2 separate regions of the Ovis aries genome follow, and region 1 is linked to region 2. A link is a contact called in public Hi-C data. All regions are on one chromosome and are shown on one strand. Each heading gives the region's core, a stretch centred on a gene start, on an enhancer-like site or on the middle of the called end of the contact. The rest is flanking DNA. Distances are from core to core; before and after follow the strand shown.

Region 1 (4,957 bases), core at 2,348-4,847, 250 kb before region 2:
GAACTAGTATTGGTAAGAGATGGAGCAAGAAAAAAGGGATGTGACATTATTTAATTTCAAAAATGAAAATTGAGCCCTACCAACCAATGGATTTAATTTATGGATCCTGCTAAGTCCTGGATGGCAAGACTGTTAGGATTTACAATCTTGTTGGCGTGGCAAGACTGACCTGTTAGATCAGATACTTTGCCAAACACATGTGAGGGTGATATAGCTGGTGAAAGCTGTTCAAACTGAAGGAGTGGTCTTAGGCTGCTGCTGCTGCTGCTGCTGCTAAATCGCTTCAGTCGTGTCCGACTCTGTGCGACGCCATAGAAGGCAGCCCACCAGGCTCCTCTGTCCCTGGGATTCTCCAGGCAAGAATACTGGAGTGGGTTGCCATTTCCTTCTCCAATGCATGAAAGTGAAAAGTGAAAGTGAATTCGCTTAGTTGTGCCCGACTCTTAGTGACCCCATGGACTGCAGCCCACCAGGCTCCTCCATCCATGGGATTTTCCAGGAAATAGTACTGGAGTCGGTTGCCATTGCCTTCTTCTAGAGGCCATGTAATTCAGTGTTCTCTTTGACTGGGAAAGTGGCCCAGGAGAGATCCAAATATGTGGTGAAGTTCAAATGGAAAGTGAGTCAAACAGAAGGGTTGGGAAATCTGGTCCCCTGGCTCTTCTTACTCCCAATACTATACATCACACCATAGTTACTTTGATTTGGGGGTTATTCTCCTATTGAAGTTCAACATGCTGTTTACAGCCCCCCAAATTTTTATGCAGTTGAGATGCTTCCATGTCTCAAACCCTTTCAGCTGGGCAAGGTCTCCATCAGAGGGTCTCATCAATGTATCCCAATCCCAATTAGCATTTTCTAAAAGGCCTGGGTGAAAACAACCAATGAGAAGACCCTGCTCAGACATACACTTGACCACCAATCTCCCTACAGGGGCAGAACTTCTGTTGTGAAGCTGGTCTGAAGCTGGTGGTCTCCATTTCAACAGAGGTGGAGATCTGGAAAAGGGTCTTAGCACAGTGGATTAACTATAAGAGTCCTTTCCTCCACAACAATCTTTCACTTGGAGCTGGACTTGCTGATGGAAAAGGTGGGATTATAAATTAAGGAGAATAAGCACACGAGCCACCTGTGGGAACCATTCAGAGCTCACAAAGGTGGGTGGACTCCCAGGCAGGTGGCTGGGACAGGGTCTGGTCGTGTAAAAGAGAAAAATAATTTATTCTATGAATAATGTTCTTATTTTATGAATAAAATGTTGATGATCCTGTGTGTGTTAAACACTCAGTTGTATCCAACTGTTTGCAGCACAATGGACTGTAGCCTGCCAGGCTCCTCTGTCCATGGAATTCTCCAGGTATGAATACCGGAGTGGGTTGCCATTCCCTTCTCCAGGAGATCTTCCTAACGCAGGGATGGAACCTGGATCTCTGGCATTGCAGGGAGATTCTTTACCATCTTAGCCATCAGGGAAGCCTTACACAATTATTGTTTGCTCTTTTAACTCCTTCAGCTACAGAACGTGTGTGTGTGAAGTCGCTTCAGTCCGACTCTTTGCGACCCTAGGGACTGTATCTCACCAGGCTTCTCTGTCCATGGGATTCTCCAGGCAAGGTTCTTTACCACTACCACCAGCTGGGAAGCCCCAGCTACAGAATATGCACATGTTAACTTTCCAAGGCGGGCTTCCCTGGTGGCTCAGACGGTAAAGAACCCCCCACAGCCCCCACTCCCTCCCTCTCCCCCCCCCCCCGCCCCCTGCAGTGCTGGAGACCTGGGTTCAATCCCAGGGTTGGTGGAAGGTGGTGCGTATTCTGTAGCTGGGGCGCTAGTGGTAAGAACCCGCCTGCAATGCAGGAGAGGCAAGAGAGGTGGGTTTCATCCCTGGGGCGGGGAGATCCCGTGGAGGAGGGCACGGCAACTCACTTCAATATTCTTGCCTGGAGAATCCCCATCAACAGAGGAGCCTGGAGAGCTGCAGTCCATGGGGGTCACAAAGAGCTGGACACCACTGAGCGACTAAGCACAGCACACAACTTTTCAAGGCAGCACAGGACAGTGTGCTCCAGTGCACATCTTCCCAGCTGCCACTGTTTAGCGAGACTGACCTGCTGAAATGGGAACAGAAAACTAACACGTGGCAATATGGTTCCCCCAAAATACCCTACATTACACCATTCATGTGAACTGCAATGAATAACTGTTCTGTGGAAATTGCCAGCATTGAACCAAAAAGAAGTTTATGACGTCTTTTAGAGGATGATTTTATTTGAGAGGGATAAAAGACAGGAAGAGGAGGGTACATCTTGCTTTAAACCAGCTATTCATCACTTCTCTAAGAAATTGCTGACCTATGATTTAGGCAGGGAAGACCGTGCAGCTAGTTACATAGCTTTTGTCTCTGATGTTACCTGTTAAAGCTAAGACAGGCTGTTCCTTTGGCTTGTTGCTGGTGGTGGTGGTAGTGGGGAGGTAGGGGTACAGATAAAGTCTGACTGGTAGTCGTGAGGATCTGTTTAAGACATTATAAACTGAACTTAGGTGAATTTCATTTGTGTTGGAATTTTTTAAAAAATTCAATTGCTTTGAATTTGATTTTATCTCACCAAAAAGGGACTCATACCACATATTTATTTCCAGAAAGCTTCCTGCAAAGGACTTGGAGTTAACAGAACACAGGGGCTTTGGTGAAAAGACTTTTAAAGCCATAGCTGGTTGGCATAACCAGAATGAATCGCAAAGGCGTCCCAAATTAATGGAGAGGCGGAAAGCTTTGAAATCCTTTGGAGTTGAAGCAAGAGTCCATTACGATTCAAACGCAGGGGCTCAGGGGGCTGGGGAAGGGAGAGGAGCTCTGAGGGGCCTGAGGCCGGGTCCCTCAGCATCCCAGACCCCACAGGGAGGGCGTTCCGCAGGGTGCCTCTCAGTTCAGACAGTAGGCGTCTCCTTTCCAACTCGCGAGCAGCGCTGAAGGCTGGTAGTTTTCTCTTGCCACCTGATGAACGTCAGCAAACAGTCGCTCCGACCAACTGGTTCAGTGCAGAGACTCTGAGCAGGTTTTAGTTTCCTTTCTGTTCAATAATTTTGGAAACTATGACCGATTTGATTCTGGGTAGAAGGCGCTTGGATTAGTGACTTGCAAACACCAACACTTTGGACGTTAACCAGAAATGAATACTATTCAGGATCTCATCCTTTCTAAAATCCAGGGGGTCAGAACACCGGTGGTTTCCATTAGCTTCAGGTGACGATGATGCAAACAGATCCACGGGGCAGAATCCCACGATCCGTGGAAAACTACAAACAGGCTGCGGACGCTTGGGCCGCGCGGGCCAGGAGCACCTCCCGCAGGTTGCGGCCGGAGCGCGGGGCCGGATCACCTGACTCGCGGAATTTGGGGCCGCGCGCGGTGGAAGAGGAGGGGAATGGTTAGCACCTCCCTCCCGGCTCCCGCGGGATCCGGGTCGGCGGGGGCCGGCGCCGGGCGGCCACGTGGTGGTGCTGCCGCCGCCCCCGCCCCGCCGGCCCAGCCCCGGAGCCGCGGCGCCCACGGACCCCCGCAGCGGGGGGAGGAGGAGGAGGAGGGACCGAGGCTCAGGAAGCCGAGCAGGAAGCGAGCCCGGCGGCCGCGTTTTCCTGGGGAAGCGGCGGGCGGGGTGGCGCAGCCAGCGGGGCCGACCCGGGGAGTCGCTGCTGCCGCCTAGATGGGGTGAGTGCGCGGCGTCGGGAGGCTTCCCGGCCGCGGGGTCCTCAGCTCGGGTCCCCGCCTTTGTGTCTGGGACTCCGATGACGGTAGGAGGCGCGGAGGACGCGCAGGGCGGAGTGGCTGCGAGGGTCCCGCCGCCAGTCCCTTTTCCTCGCCTGCCGCCAAGCGTCTGCAGAGGGCAGGAGGAGAAACAGAGGAAGAGAGGAATAGTGGGGGTCCGAGTAGAGAGGGAGGGCGCGCCAAGTTAGGAGAGGGGCTTTCTCCTGCTGATTCCCCGTCACTCGCAGGCCGGCTGGGGCAGGGGTAGGTGCGGAGGGACCGCGGGTGGGAATGAATGACTAGCCCCCCCCACCGCCGGCGGGGCGTTCTGGGTACCCCGAGCCCGCTCCCAGTCCCACCTGCCCGGTCCGCCCGGCGTCTGGCTCCCCCAGATCCCCGATTCTGGACTCGACCCGCCTCCGCGCTGAACTTGGAGGAGCTGGGGAAGAAGGCGCGAGCGGGAGACTCGGAGGGCTCGGGCGACCGAGGGTCTGCTATTGTTCTCCTCCTGACTCCGGGAGCCCTCAGGGTGCAGGCGGGACCACTCCGGGCCTCCAACTGCGCCCCAGCTCCCCCGTCTTTCGGGTCCTTTTTCCCACCGCAGCTCCGAGGAGGGCCGGGAGGAGGGATGCTGGAGTTCGAGCAGACTTCGGGAGGAGGGAGTTCTTGGAGCCGCAAGAGGGGCGCCCGCCCGCCATCTACCCCATCCTCTGCCCAGGAGGGTGGGTATCCTCCCTAATCCACCCTCCTCCCTTCGCTGCTGGCTCGGGCAGGTAGTGTGCCCGCGGTTTAGTTTCTGCAGTTTGCAGAGTTCGTCAGCTAACCCTAGGCTCGCGCTGTCCTTTGCTGTGGACCTCGTACCCCGCTTTTGTGGAGGGGGGTGGGGCCGAGAGCCGGGAGAGACCGCAGACGCGGTAGATGGAGCCCGGGGTAAAGTGGAGAGGTTGCAAGTGATCTCCCAGCGCTGAGTCCTGTGGCTAGGCTTGCGCTTCTCCGAAGAGCCCGGCTCAGCGCAACTTCGTTTCCGATGATTGGGGAAATGTGCGAACTCGAGGTCGCTCACCTGGACCTGCGGCTTCGCTTGGCCGCAGGCTCACAGGTGATTTAGACGGGCTCTGTTTTCTTTCCGGGAGAGGAGACTCCCGAGCGCCCTGGAATGGGGAAACATTGCCGGTTCTCTGGAGAATGGGATCTCAAGCTCCTCAGAGCTTG
Region 2 (4,826 bases), core at 900-3,399:
ATGTGAAAATGTATGTTAAAGAATGAAAATGCACATATACAATTCTAGAGCTCACTTTATGTTTTTAAAATAACAATATTGTGCTAAACCCATGAAAATAATTTCTGATTATCAAACACATCTTAAACTTTTTCAACTGAGATCCACTAGAATACTACTACTCAGTAGTTGAAGGTATAACTGATTTCAGTCTGATGCAAAACTTTATGAAAAGGTCCTTCATCTAGCTCCTTGGAGCTAAGCTATCTCCTACATGACTCTCCCTTGTCTCCTTTTTGTACCTATCAGTTGGGCTAAGGTCGTGTGGAAAAGAGCCAAACAAATTAGACAATGCATGAGTAATAACTGACTCTCAATTTCTTTTGAGGACAGGAACCATGTCTGATTAATCCCTCTATACCTGAGGTCATACTGTGCCCTTAGGTGTTCCAAAAAAATGCTAAATTAAATGTGAAATCCTATCTGAACCATACAACTATTACTTTGTAAGAACAAACAGATTATAACCAAGAAGAGGAAAAAATAATAATAGGGAAGTAGTGCAAAAGAGCATATACTACAGAAACAAATGTTGTGGGTTCTCATCCCAACTAAGCCACTCGCCAGCTATAGGACTGCTGACAAGTCACTTACATAGTATCTCAGTTTCCACAAATGTAAAATGGGAATAATAATAGAACCACCTCATAGGACTGTTGTGACTTTTTTTTAAAATTTATCAAAATACATTTATTAAAAGTATTCAAAGACCACTTCAAAGTTTAGCTGCCATCAGGACAGTTTTGGCACTCATGATGGACATTGTCATTTTCTACACAAAAGCACTCATTCTAGTACAGACACCAACTGACAGTTCAAACACAAATCGTTTCAGTTTTCGAGTTATGTGAGAAAAAGTGCTGATGATCTGTAGTTATAGGAACTTCAGTACCCTTGCTCATAGTAAACATATGTTACCTAGAACTAAAGAAACTACATCTAAACCACTGTTGTTGTGAGGATTAAAGTATTTAAACACATAAACATACAAAACACTCAGGAAAAGTGCCCACCTACAGTTTAATACATTTTAGACATTATTAACCATTATCTCTGTAAAACAGGATAGGAAAAGGATTTGTTATCAGGAGAGAAAAAGAATTCAAATAATGATATTTTGTGCTCCAACTTAAATGAGGACCCTTGGAATTCATTGAGCTGGGTGAAGAATGTCATATGTCACTGGATTAAAGGTGCCAACTTCCATACCTGAATAAAAGCATTTGCTTGTACACATTTTGCGTTTTCCACTGTAACCTTGATTCCATTTTTAGTAGCGAAACACGTGGCATGTTCTCGGAAATGAATAGCCTTCAAGATAGTGGAGAGGTTCCTGACGTTGTCAAGGCTGGCCACTAAGCAGTAATCATTCTCGTCTGGGATCCTCTGGGTTAGGAGGGGCATGGTCCACGGCGCATTCGGCCCCGAGGGATGCTCCTGATGAGATCGGACAATAAAACTCCCTGTACAGGCTGACGAGGCCCGCGATTTCAACCTGCGCTGAGCCGAGTGGAAGAAGCCTCGAAGAAGGGACTGAAACCCCACCTCTGCCACTTAACTATCTCTAACTTTGGGGGAAATTACCCTGTAAACTAGGGTTTCGTCGTCTTTAGTAAGGGGACAGTAACACGAAAAGTTACGAAGGACAGAAATACGCAACTAACACGGTCACTGGGGGTTAGTTTCGCCAAGCCAAACAGAGGCTCCGCTTCCTCAGTCAGAAAAGAGCTGTCCTTCGCCTCCAATCTTACTTCTAACAGGATATGCGCTAGGGGGGCGGGCTTGAGTCCTTGGAAGGTCCTCCAAGAGACCCAGACAACCAGCCACCACCACTCACCAGCCCACGACCCGCTTACAGACTTGTCTTGGGATCCCCAGGGCCGAAACCCTACCTTTGTGCAGCGCCCGGACGCAGCGCCTAAAAAACTGCGGAGGAAGTGGAGCGGCTCCCGCCACTCTATTCAGATATGCCGGCCACCTCGGCCACCGTCACCACAGAGATAGAAGAGGCCTAGAGAGCCGACCGGGCCGTACCATAAAGACGGAAAAGAGGCACCATAGAGCTGCAGGACTGTGGAGCTGGAGACCGGGACCATAGAGACAGGAAGGCGGAGCGACCGGCAGAGCCGGAAGGAAGGCCCAGAGTGAAGGCGCGGGGCAAGATGGCAGCGACCAAGAGGAAACGGCGTGGAGGCTTGGCGGTTCAGGCGAAAAAGCTGAAAAGAGACGCGAAAGATGGCAAGCTGCCGGCTAAGCCTAACGAAGTATCAGAGGAGGCGGCGGAAGAAGAGAAAGATCGTATCCCAGGCCCAGTTTGCAAGGTAAAGGAGGCTTTGCGGCCGCGGCTCCACGCGCTTTCGTTGTGGTACCTACCTGATTCCCGCTCGGGGGGTTTCAGAGATGCTGGGGGTGTTAAACGGGAGCTTCGTCTCGGTTCTCCCGGCGGGACCAGCTGCCGCGTTTACGTCTAACCCTAGTGCACGTGGCTGCATTCTTGGCAGGCTGCTGACTGAGCAACTTGACCGATTTCAAAGATGTTACCTGCCTCGCCGAGAAGCGACTTTCGGGGACTGTTACAGTGTTTGGTCTTCATTTCCTTCGTTTTTTGTTGTTGTCGGAGGAAGGAATTCTTCCTTAAACTTGCTTGTCTCCCTCGAGTATATATCCCTTCCAGTGATGGGATATCCAGAATATTCCCGTATTTTGAATGTTGAAGTTGGTTATGCGGTTCTTTAAAAAGCTACTGTCCTTTGGGACTATGCTTTAGACGTGATTTTTTAAATTTTACTTTTAATTGCTTTACAATGTCGTGTTGTACAGTTTTGTAATGTACAACAACGTGAATCAGCCAAAAGTACACATATAACCATTCTTTCTTGAACCTCATTCCCATTCCATCCCCAACTTGTTTGATTTGTAACTCTCAAGGGGTACGAAAAACTAGAGTAGATACTATGAGTTTTAGGTGTACTCGTCAAAGTTTTAATATGCCAAGCACTGTAAGAAGTTAAGTTTTCCGTGCTTCGGGATTGCGAGACCACTTTCTCCTAAAATGTTGGAGTTTAGAAGGAAACTAAGAACTGATACGTTCAAGTTGGTGGTTTTTATTCAGAAGAAGGTGAACACAAGTTGTTGAATCTTTCATTCATCTGAGAGCTCCTTAAGCTAGATAAAATACTGTGGAGACAGTTGGTCTGATTTAGTGATTTCCTTCTGTCCTCTCCTGCCACCTCCACCACAGCTTAGCATAGATCTGTATATACCGCGTAGTGAATGATGGGTAAATGTGGCAAGCACTGGGAAAGGAGTTAGCTTTGAGGAATGAAAGATTAGCTTGCATTCTAACCCTGATATTAATTAACGGGGACATTTTGAACTCTTCTCACTTGCAAATTAAGGAAGAAAATGTAGTTTACTTTTTGTGAAGAGTAAACTGGACTTCTTGTAGATTTTCTGTAAATGTTAGTATTTTCACTCTTCCCTTAAGGAACTAAAAAGAAATGTGATGGTATCTGTCATCTGAGTCATAATATGAAATTTTTTATTTAAGTGCAGGAGATAAACATTCCTTTAGAATAACCAGGTAAGGGATCATGAAGGATTCAGCCTTTGAATTGGATCCCAAGGTGAGGCCAAAATTTCGATGTTTAGAAATAAGAGGGAACAATATAAGTCCAGAGGGAGAGAAAAAAACTAATCAGAGGCGTTGAAGTGGATGAAGTGCTGGACTTGGGAAAAAAAAGCCAAATTGGCTAAAGTGTAGGTAGAAATATAAATGTACTTCAGAATCTAGTGTTAAGCTGTGTCATTTTGAACTTTGTTTAGAAAACCCTGGAAGATAAAGATGTGATTGGAGCAAGCAGGGGGTAGTCCACCTTGTCTATTGGAGGAGCTCTTGGTAGGGAGGACTAGCGTTTGAAGATCTGCAATTGTTATGAGATTATAAGAATCTGAACCTTGAAGGCAGTATCACTAAGAGAGGACTAAGAGTTGTTGGAAAGAGAAATTGACAGCATTTACTGGTACTTATGATATAAGGGCAAATGGAAGATTCAAAGCATGGGGGACTGAAATGATGGTGACATCATCAGAAAAATAGTAAGGATGTTTGCTAGATTTTAAGATTTGGTATCCTAAAGTTGAATTTGAGGTAAGTCAGATACTGGATTATTTGAGCTAGAAAGAGTTCCTTATCTTTCTGTAGAGTTAGTTGACAGTGAAAGCTGTGAGAGTGATTATGAGAACTGTCATAATCAGGAGGAGGAACTGGAGAAATTGAAGAAAAACGAAAGGAAGCCAAGGAGGTTTCTGGGTAGCAGCTGGGGTCAGTAAATGCTACTGAGATTGAATTAAAGGCTGAGGTCAGGATTGTTTGAGTTGCTACATGGAAGCATTTATTTTTAAACAAGATAGATTCACCATGAAGTGTTAAAATTCTCACACTTTTTTCCTTTAGGGAAAGTGGAAAAATAAGGAACGGATTCTCATCTTTTCTTCTAGAGGAATAAATTTCAGAACAAGACATTTAATGCAAGACTTGAGAATGTTGATGCCTCATTCTAAAGCAGGTGCTTTTATATCATATGTGTTAAAATTTCGTATTTGTAAACTTGCCTGTTTATATTTTCACTTCTAGTCACACTTTATTCGTTCAGCATGTCAGGTAAAGAACAACGACTTCTCAGAAGTTTTATCTGTTTATCTGCCAAGATTTTTCCAATTAATATTTTTTAGAAATTCTCTGCAAAAGTCATTAAGCATTGTCTTCTCTAAAACATTTTTTGAAA

The links. A called contact is a pair of places that touch in the nucleus more often than the background predicts.
Region 1: a Hi-C map of skin fibroblasts shows a contact between it and region 2, with 2.8 times the contacts expected there. The contact joins the promoter of RAI14 here to the promoter of RAD1 in region 2. A contact is called at or near these places in 3 of 16 Hi-C or Micro-C datasets (muscle, skin fibroblasts and tail adipose tissue).

Annotation. Positions count from the first base shown.
Region 1 is chr16:39,646,292-39,651,248 of ARS-UI_Ramb_v3.0, reverse strand. It overlaps RAI14 (retinoic acid induced 14), which reads left to right and starts at 3,597. Exons shown (of 19, transcript XM_060400547.1): 1 at 3,597-3,709.
Region 2 is chr16:39,398,180-39,403,005 of ARS-UI_Ramb_v3.0, reverse strand. It overlaps RAD1 (RAD1 checkpoint DNA exonuclease), which reads right to left and starts at 2,149. Exons shown (of 6, transcript XM_042233890.2): 1 at 2,074-2,149; 2 at 1,249-1,476. The coding sequence starts at 2,076. It overlaps BRIX1 (biogenesis of ribosomes BRX1), which reads left to right and starts at 2,181. Exons shown (of 10, transcript XM_004017057.5): 1 at 2,181-2,360; 2 at 4,496-4,607. The coding sequence starts at 2,202.